3 separate regions of the Mus musculus genome follow, and regions 1 and 3 are each linked to region 2. The links are chromatin contacts, called in public ChIA-PET and Hi-C maps. All regions are on one chromosome and are shown on one strand. Each heading gives the region's core, a stretch centred on a gene start, on an enhancer-like site or on the middle of the called end of the contact. The rest is flanking DNA. Distances are from core to core; before and after follow the strand shown.

Evidence for each region. A called contact is a pair of places that touch in the nucleus more often than the background predicts. ChIA-PET counts read pairs in DNA pulled down with a chosen protein or histone mark.
Region 1: a Hi-C map of Th1 cells shows a contact between it and region 2, with 2.8 times the contacts expected there. The contact joins the enhancer-like site here to the promoter of Arhgef6 in region 2. A contact is called at or near these places in 7 of 39 promoter capture datasets (the 3T3-L1 cell line, 3T3-L1-derived adipocytes, hippocampal neurons and 2 more), 1 of 15 datasets of contacts at CTCF or cohesin (pro-B cells), 3 of 484 Hi-C or Micro-C datasets (CD4 T cells, Th1 cells and double positive thymocytes), 1 of 115 datasets of contacts at active chromatin or transcription factors (the SCID.adh cell line) and 1 of 9 other capture datasets (liver).
Region 3: a contact with region 2 is called in an RNA polymerase II ChIA-PET map of memory CD8 T cells, with 45 read pairs. The contact joins the enhancer-like site here to the promoter of Arhgef6 in region 2. A contact is called at or near these places in 2 of 39 promoter capture datasets (both in the 3T3-L1 cell line), 1 of 484 Hi-C or Micro-C datasets (CD8 T cells), 4 of 115 datasets of contacts at active chromatin or transcription factors (CD8 T cells, T-cell acute lymphoblastic leukemia, effector CD8 T cells and 1 more) and 2 of 9 other capture datasets (adipose tissue and liver).

Annotation. Positions count from the first base shown.
Region 1 is chrX:57,166,087-57,169,308 of GRCm38.p6, forward strand. No RefSeq gene overlaps it. Among named protein-coding and RNA genes, the nearest start is that of Gm14718, 33 kb to the right of the region's middle. Within about 2 kb of position 1,820, at least 4 of the 459 cell types and tissues checked have an H3K27ac peak or open chromatin away from gene starts, as enhancers often do. A contact at or near this core is called in Th1 cells, where this site is marked.
Region 2 is chrX:57,337,299-57,340,483 of GRCm38.p6, forward strand. It overlaps Arhgef6 (Rac/Cdc42 guanine nucleotide exchange factor (GEF) 6), which reads right to left and starts at 1,431. Exons shown (of 22, transcript NM_152801.2): 1 at 1,040-1,431. The coding sequence starts at 1,276.
Region 3 is chrX:57,187,763-57,190,957 of GRCm38.p6, forward strand. No RefSeq gene overlaps it. Among named protein-coding and RNA genes, the nearest start is that of Gm14718, 11 kb to the right of the region's middle. Within about 2 kb of position 1,784, at least 26 of the 459 cell types and tissues checked have an H3K27ac peak or open chromatin away from gene starts, as enhancers often do. A contact at or near this core is called in CD8 T cells, T-cell acute lymphoblastic leukemia and memory CD8 T cells, where this site is marked.

The DNA of each region.
Region 1 (3,222 bases), core at 570-3,069, 170 kb before region 2:
CAGGATGAGCACATTGATGTTTGACTTGATAGACTTTTATTTTTATTGCTTTTATTTTAAAATCACCTATGCATGTATATGCACATGAGCATGCATATTTGTGTGCATATGGGTGCCAGTGAAAAGATGTATGGAAGCCAGAGAACAACCTCAGGTGCCATCCTCAGGAATGTTGTCTACATCCTTTGAGATGAGGCCTCTTGTTGACTCACTTCTTAAGGGTGACTGGCTAGCATGCCTGTTAACAAGATGGACCTAGCTCTACTTCTTTGGCACTTGGACTTTGTTATGTGGTCCCAGCGAGGGAACTCGCACTCTCATGCTTGTAAAACAATGGCTATCAACTGAGCTGTCTCTTCTGCCCATGCATTTTTATTTTATTTTTTTTAAGCACAGAATCTCATGTAGCTCAGGCTGACCCCAAAATCTCTGTGATTCTGAGACCGGCCTTGAGCTCCTGCCCTCATGCCTCCACTGTCCAAGTGATGGAAGTATGGGTATGCAGAACAATGCTTGGTTCATTGTTTACACTTTTATAGCAAGGCAGGTTACTTTTATAACTATAAAGTAAAGACCAACAGAAGCATTTTAAAACAAAAAGAGTTTGAAAAAATGCCAAAAGATTAGGAAAGCATTTTGGGCAGCAGGTGGCAGGATTGTTTCAATGCTCTACTTCTCTCTGCCAGATTGGTGTACATCAGGAGCCCACGGGCATGCTAGCCTGGCATGACTAGAAGGCCAGGAAGACTGACATGAATCTGTTAAATAGAAAGGGTTCCAATTAACAGTGCTATGTGACCAGCTGCTACCAATGGGCCCCTGGGTGTAGGCTTATCATAGGTTTTTAAAGGTACTGTGGGGTGTGTGTGTGTGTGTGTGTGTGTGTGAGAGAGAGAGAGAGAGAGAGAGAGAGAGAGAGAGAGAGAGAGAGAGAGAGAGATATTCTCCATAGCAAGAACTGGTAAGATGCAAGAAAAAAAATAAGCATACAACTGTAATCTCAATACTGAGGATTCTGAAGTAAGAGGATTAAGCAATCAATGTCAGGCTGGGCTATAAGTAACTTTAAGTTTAGTAAGACCCTGTCTCAAAATCCAAACCAAACCAAAACTTATAAGTTAATAAAGTTTTTCTACAGCTTTATTGAAGTATATCTGATTCACAAAAATCTGTATTGATTTCATTTTTACACAGATGTACACACTCATTATATCACCTCCACACCTAAATGGGTGTCAAGTGCAGATCCCATAGATAGGAGCCCACCCATTGGTTAGATTATAGAGTTTATATTACATTGCTTACTCAAGAGGGTGCCAGTTTGGGGATAGCATTATTATATACACACATTCTCCAATGTCAGTGGGCTACCAGGGTACCTTGCTTTAGGACACTGAGACATTTGAGAGCAATGTATTTGATGCCTTGCAAGTTTCATGGCTCCAGTCTGCACATCTCTATAGATATATATTTGAAGAAGAAAATTCTAGAAATACAATTTTAAGATACCCTATCCCTCCTCCAAGCTTTTATTGTAACTTCCTTACAGCTGTTATCATGAGAGACATGTTGAAGCAGAGTGACTTTGTTCTATGATGCTTTTGAAAGATGTAGCTCTAAGAATGAACTCATCAACAGTTAAGCCACACTATCCCTTACACTACTCTGGTGTAAGAATGTACTGCATATCCTGCCCAAGATTGGGATTTTCTTCAAGTTTCTCCCCCTTGCCAACCCATTCCCTCTACATCCATAGGCCACATAGAGACACATACACATGTGCCTACACCGGTGTGAATATACATCTGTCTCAGGGCAGGAAGCTCTCATAAAGCCTATGTTCCTTTGTACTTTACCCTGCCAGATACCAGGCACAATCTCCTCCCACCACCCTGAGGCTGAAAGATTGCCTCAGTGCTAAAGAGCCAATGCTCAGCATCCTAACAAACATCTGCTATCCCAACTTTCCTCCTCCACTCCACTCTAAACACTCAACTTAGTATCTTTCGTGCACATTCCTCCATCGAGGTCTCTTGGAATGCAAGCAAGAGACCCATTAAAACTGGTTTGGTAAAAATGTGTCAAAGCATCATGGAGACACAGATAAAATGAAGATCGCATCCTATAGCATTCTTAAGCACCCAGAACAATACAGTTACCATTCCTGGCTTTCTCTCCAGAAGACCAAATCTTGTCCTCCATCTCAGTTTCTTTCTGTATATCTATTGTATTCTTTCCTTTTTACTTACTAGATACCTCAGAACTTTTGCCCTTATTATGTGGCCTCTCATACAACTTGCTGCAAATATGCCTTTTCATTCCACTTTAGCCAGATCTGGTGAATCTGAGGGTTCAGACTCTGAGATTTCCATATGCTAAGAAGAGGAACCTAATCGTTTAAGATCACCATTTATTTTAAAACCAGGCTTCAAGAATTCTACATAGGGAATTAATCTGTTTAAGAAAGGGGACATGATTGCATCCAATGCCTGCCAATTCAGCAGTCATCAGAAAGCACAGAGAAAGAATTGGCATTCTGGAGCCATTTAGGGGCCTAAGGGCAGTAGGCAGGCAAATGATCAGCATGTCTAGTACACTAAGCCTGAAAACTGGTCTGTTAAAAACTCTTGCCCATCATCCGGCCAAAGAACAGATACTTGAGTACACAGCTCCTCCCTGTCAAGGCTCAGAGCATCACAGAAGCAGGTACAAAAAGACAGTATGGGCTGGAGGTTGGATAGGACTACTACATAATAGTGTCTTCTGCACATGACAGAATCCTTGCACATAAGAACCCACATTAGCTGTGGTTGCCTACACAAGACAGGGACAAGATTAATCCAGTCAGCATTCCAGCATGAATAGGAAAGGGGCTCAGGAGGCGCCATCCCTAGATGAGGAGCTGCAGGCAGTTGCTTGGTACTGGGAGACGGATAGTGAGGTTTTTATGGGTACAGAGGGTCATGTTCAGGTACGTTGGTCAAGCTTCAGTAGATAGCCCAACACCCATGTATAGGCAGCACAAATTGTATTCAGTAGTTTTCATTTAAAGGGAAAAGACATTGGGAGGACGATGTGGGGAATATTCTGAGAGGAGGTGTATTTAAGGTGAAACAACCACAGGGGAAAAATAAATTTGAGGAAAACATTAACACCAAAAACCTTATGCCAAAGGGCTCCATTTTACCTAAAAAGCCATGGCAATCCTCCATGATGTTTCTG
Region 2 (3,185 bases), core at 181-2,680:
AGAGACACGGACACACGGACGGACACACACACACACATTGATGCAGTCGGCCTCAGTTTGAGGTGTGTGTGTGTGTGTGTGTGTGTGTGTGTTTGTGTGTCTGCGTATGTATATATAAATATATATCGTTTAGTCCTGCTTTTGCCTGAGGTTACTTTGATCACCTCCCTCTACTCCTCATGATAATTTGTTCATATTTCACTATGTCTAAGCATCACATTTTTTATTATGTCTCTCTGTATCTTATCAGTTTAATCACCATTTCTCACATTTGAAAAATTATAAGTAAATCTACTTGTTCCATAAACATAGAACTGATTCCAAAAGGCAAAAGACCCTTATTTAAGTTATGTGCACAATGACCTTAAGAAAAGAATCATAAGTACTCTATCTTTAATGACACAAAAGCACCTACTTTAGAAACTGTCCACTGTCATAACATGGGCTTCTAACCTCAAAACTCTTGAAGTTTTTTTAAAGCAAGGTTTAGTTTCACTTTGAATGCCCATTGCCTTCAATGCATAGAGTTGGTTTCTCTTTGGTTTTGGGGGAGTTTTAAGTAACATTGACACTTGTGAATAGACTTTTCTTCAATGAATCTTAAAACAAACAAACAAACAAGGAAGTCTCCATCATTTTTTTTAGGCAAACTTTCAAACACCAGAAAGATCTACAACAAAATTATTCCATTATCCCACAGACTCATGCTCAAAACATGTCTAAAGTGCACAGGGGAAGTTTAATGTGCATTTCCACAACCACAGCAAACTTGTACACAATAAGGTTGTCCTCCTATCCCTGATTGGCAGTCCTGTAGCCCAGCTTTAGTAAGGTAACATCAGGGGGTCAATTACTGAAGGATAATATTTCGTTTTCTGACTTTTTCAAAGTACAAGGACAGTAAATAAAAACGCCTAACTTTTAGAAAGATATTGAAGAAGGGGATTCCCATGACCCCGCAATAGAAAAATCTCAAGAATGATATTATTGCTGCTCTGTGGTGGAAAGTAATCCCAAAGACACAGCAAAATGACCTTACCTTCTCCACCGAGCCAGGCAGAAGTCTGTTTATGAGTTTGCACAACACTACCCCATTTTTCAGCGAGGACTTCAAGAACTCCTCTGGATCACAGACAGTCTTTTTGGGAGACTCTAGAACTCCCAAAGATATAAGCCATGTCACAAGGCGTTCTTCTGGATTCATGACTGAGGCTCTCGGACGCTCTGAACAGCTCTCGGGGCAGCTGTGAAGACTAAGCCACATCCGTGATTGCATCTGCTGCTGTCTTCCTTTTATGAGCGCTCTTCTGGTGCTTGCGGGGCAAAGGTTTAAGGCAACTTTTCTCTGACAACAGAGGAACGTGGGATTTCTAAACCACAGAGATCATACCTAAAGATATGGAAAGGAATGATAAGGAATGGACAAACTCCTGAGAGAACATCACTGGTTCTTTTTCGAAACTTGCAAAACAAACTCATTAGGTTTTTCTTTGGGGGGGTGGGGTGGGGGGAGGAACACGTACAACAGTGCAAGAAGCTGTAAGGAAAGGAAGTGAGGAGGATGCTGGGGAGGCAGAAAAGTCAGCAAGTGCTCGTGGAAACCGGAGTGAGCCAGCACTTTACAGAGCCTTGGAAATGAGACACGCATGGGGCAGACTGGGAAAACACTGTCAATACAGTCTAGTCTCAGTGAAAAATCTGGCTTCTGTCAGGAGGAGGATGCCAACTGGCTCTTAGGTCAGACAGATCTGAGCCTCGTGGGGAGCTGTGCTGGTAAAAGAGAGCTCAAACAAAGACTTAGGTGGACTGAAAAAATTCCTCCCAGAAATGGCCGGATGTCCTCAGACAATCTCACAGTGACAGTGTGTGTCACGATCATGCCTTCTTTACAAAACATGTGGAGCCGCATGGTGACAAACTTGCCAAGCAAAGGAAGATTGTCCCTGCTGTCAGCCATCGCTGCATTTAAGCAGAAGCTGGAAGAATGGCATTTTACGTTGTAGCCAAAAAAGCTATGTTTAGGGAAATAGGCTAAGGATAACATCTGACATCCTGTTTACTTGCATTCTTTAGCAATTCTTTTTCTGGACCTGGTTCCACTCCACAGTCCAGCTGCAGCACCCTTAGCAAAGGCTTAGACACAGTCACAGAAAATGAGGGAAATATGTTTGGAGACAGAGCACTTGAGAACAAAAGAGCACTTGTCTTCTCTGTCTACACTACAGACTGAAAGATTCACTTCTTGTCATCAACAAACACGATGCATTTAAAATAGTGATCTGCAAACCAGCCTCGCTCATGAATCCAGAGAGGTTTGTTATTGTCAAACACTTTTAGTACCAGGTAAAATAGTCATACTATAGAGAAATTTATGATAAGGCAGAGTTTAATTGTATAGCTCAATGTTGGCAAATGCAGGCCGTCAGCACCTCTCCACATGTATGTGAGGCATCCAGTTAATTATAGCTGTTTCCCGCTAAGTCTCACAATCCTGTTCTTGTTGTTCTCTGTCTCCCTGCTTTTTTTGATGGTGATAGTGATAGGGATAGTTTCTTGTAGCTGAGGCTGACTTTGAACTCCTGATTCTTCTGCCTCCTCCTCCCAGATGCGAGGATTAGAGGCATGCAAAATCAAATCCAGTTTACGGGGTGTTTGGGGTTGATCCTAGGATGTTGTACACACTAGACAGGCACTCTACCAACTGAGCTATAGCCCCAGGCCAATTGAATAATTTTAATATTTACAGGCTATTTCATTACAATCATGCACAGTCTAGATCAGTGGGTCTCAACCCCTTTGGATATTAGAGGACCTTTTTAGAAAGATCACATACCATATATTTCAGAAGTCATATGTTTGTATTATGATTCATAACAGTAGCAAAATTACACTAATGAAATAGTAACAAAATAATTTTATGGTGTATGTGGGATGGGGGTTCACTTCCCTAATCCAGGAGCTATCCCTAATTAATAACCACTCAGAAATGAAAACTTAATTTTCTCCAAGAGAATATCATGGACTATACAAACCACTCTTATTATAAGGACAGGCAGGCCCTGTTCCCAGCAGTAGCTAGGCAACTCAAAATGAACTCAATGGCAACTTTGGACGTTCTTTGTCTCATAATACTTTGTCAAGGTATGGTTTTGTTTTTACTTTATTCTTTTTTAAATCACATAGGT
Region 3 (3,195 bases), core at 534-3,033, 150 kb before region 2:
GATAGGAAGTGTAATAAGATAGTGGGAGTCTCTGTGCAACTCTGTCTTAGGCCCAACACCCACCGACCTGTTACAGGAGAAACCTGGACTCATCACAGCTCTGTATCGCCTATTATAAAAAGAGCCTTCATAGTGTGAAGGTCAAAGACACAGAAACCAGACACACGTGGAATTTTTCTCTGTGATACATATGAGCTTGACTAAGTAACTCGACTCTTCCTAGCTTTCACATTGTTGCTGGAGCTGCAATGATATATAGCTTCTTAGGTCATAGCCTGGACTGGGGACAGCATGAGTACTGGAACCCTGTGAGTCCCATACTGTTTCCTTACTACCTACGATGCACACTGGGAAGTGCAGTGGTAATTTGCATCAGAGACCAAACAGATGAGGCATAGGGTAGAGAAAGAATAAATAGCATTGCAGGGTGCGGCTCTGAAACCATCCACAAGAAACACAGATTTCCTCTATATAAGGAAGGTCCAAGTTGTGTGGCTGCCAGAAGAGTTTAGAGAAAATAGGGAACTACATAGGGATTCCTGGAGGAGAAACAGCTGAGGTTGGTTCTAAATGGGTGGGAAGCATTGCAGATAAGGAGAACAGGTCAAGGCATGATGAGAAGGGATAAGAATGCTGGGCTGTGGGCTGAGGACTAGAAGGATTTTTAAGAAGGTAAAGTGCTTGTTGTGAAAGTCCCAGGACCTGTCCTCAGATCCCAGGCAATCACATAAAAGTCCCACATGGCAGCGTACTCTGTAACCCTATGCTGAGGGACAGGCAGGGAAGGAAGGCCTGGAGATAGCCAGGCGATCTGTGGAGCTTGCTGGATAGCCAGTCTAGCAGAAATAGAAAGCTCAACACTTGAAAAGGGAGTCAAGAAAACACCCAACATCACATCACATTCTTGCCTACACACACACATTCACAAGGATTTTCAAACACACACACACACACACACACACACACACGGGGGGGGGGGGGCGGGCAAGAGAGGAGGGTGAGCTGTTGAACTAAATGTGTACCTTGTTTACAGAGTGTTTTGTGGGTGGATTACAAGAATAACAAAGACTCCTCTGATGGTCCAAACTCCTTCATTTTAAGTCTAATAAATGGAGATGCTGAAAGAGAGGTCTGTACCATCAGACAGCTGACCAAGAATGCACACAGACCTTCACACTAGTCTTCAGATCTCCTCCCCTGGAGGTGCGTCACTAGGCTGGGAAAATTTGGGGGACAGAAATCTTGCTGCAGTCAAAACTGAATGGTGTATAGGAAGGAAATGAGATGAGCCTGATAAAGGGGGGCATGGTTTCTTTTGGGGTTGATGAGAAATGTTCTGGAATTAGGCGATAACAGATGGTTATACAACTATGCATGTGGCAAGGATTTTTAAAGTCTATACTTTAAATGAGTGAATCCTATGGTGTGGAAATTGTATGTCAATATAGGTACCACAAAAAAATACTGACTGAATCCATTCTGAGTTATGTCTCAGAACAGGGCCATGTCCACTAGAAGGAGAATGGAGCTAATGAATGCTAGAATAGAACGATATTTGTTAAAGAATACATAACTACTCTGGTATTTCATACATCCAAGCCGAAAACCAAACTAAAATAAGACAAAAACAAAAAACAAAAGAGCTAACACCACCACCGTCGAAGTGAGGTCTTCTAGTCATCTTCTGAAGTCCTTACATTCAGCTTTAGATGCTGTTTCTTCAGCCCTTCACTTCCCTCACCCAGGATGCCCTTGATCTCTTCATAAACAGTGGAGATCACATGGTGCCCAGGTGTTAGGTTCTGAGTATTTGCCAGGAGCTAGAGATGGGTGTGTGGAGACCCTGTGGTGAGAGAGTGCCCGAATCAAAGAGGTGCCAAGCAGCTCCTCAACTGACCTAGGTGACGTGATAAGCACCAGAGAGGACTTTCAGCCTGGATTCTCAGCCCAGCATAAGTTGTATGACTTCTCAGAAAATTCTAAAGGCTTCCTCCACTCTTATTTTAGCATAATGGTAAGTCTTCTGTGAACCAAAACAGACATGTGCAAAGTAATTTTCTTCCTTAAAAATAAGTTTTTAAAAACTCATACGAAAGCATTGAATCTATATGACTCCTGCCCCTTCACCTCCAATTCCTCCCAGGTCCTTCTCCAGAATTCATGATCGCCTCCTCACTTGTGACTGTTACATGAATATACGTACGTACGTGTGTGTGTGTGTGTGTGTGTGTGTGTGTGTGTGTGTACACCCATGAGTATATAACCTACTGAGTCCATGTCGGTTTGTTCACATGAGCACATTTACAGGGATGGTCACTTAGGATTGTACAATCTCTGTAGGAGTTTGTCCCTGGAGGAAACTGATTCTCCCCCTCTCACCTGCAGCTCTTTGTCTAGGGGTGGGACCATGTGAAAGTTTCCTTGCCCACATTGACATGACAACTGGTGGTGTCACTATATTGGCTTTGCTTAGGCAACTGTATTGTTGAGAGCTCATAGGTACATTTCTGAAGCAGAACACGGGTACTCTGAAAGGGGAAATGAAAAAATTAGGAGGCTATAAATATGGAGGTGAGAGGATGAGAGAGAGAAGGAAGAACAATAAATACACTAAGGGTATTTGAAAAAAAAACATGCAGAATCATATTAATTTTTACCTAGAATTACATATAAGATATATGTGCATATACATACCCAGTCTCTTATTTTTATCCATTTCTTTGCTTATGATCTAGCAAAGGAATAAGAGATTATTGACATTGTAGAGCTATTATAATAAGTACAGTTGTACAATGGCTCGTAAGGTTCCTGCACACACACCTCCATGTTTATGCATTACATAGCTCTATCTAGTTGCCTGCCTATGGGAAGTTAACGAGTAATAGGATAATACTCCCGTGGTTAAGTTATATTATGAAGCAAATATGGAAGATGTTGCAGATGTAATTAAAGCCCCAAATATCTTTAAACTAGTCAAAAAGACAGTCAACCTATTTGGGTCAAATGCAATCACAAAGGGTAACTAAGAGAAAAAAAACTGAGACAAATACTAAAGGAGCTGCATGGAGATCCACAGTGGGGCATTTGAAGTAATAATAGCTAGCACAATGATGTTTTCTAGGCCTATTCTCAGAGCCTTTGTTAGACCTCACAATGACAGTAGCTCCTGGAAAAAGCCTTCTTGCTGGACTCTGC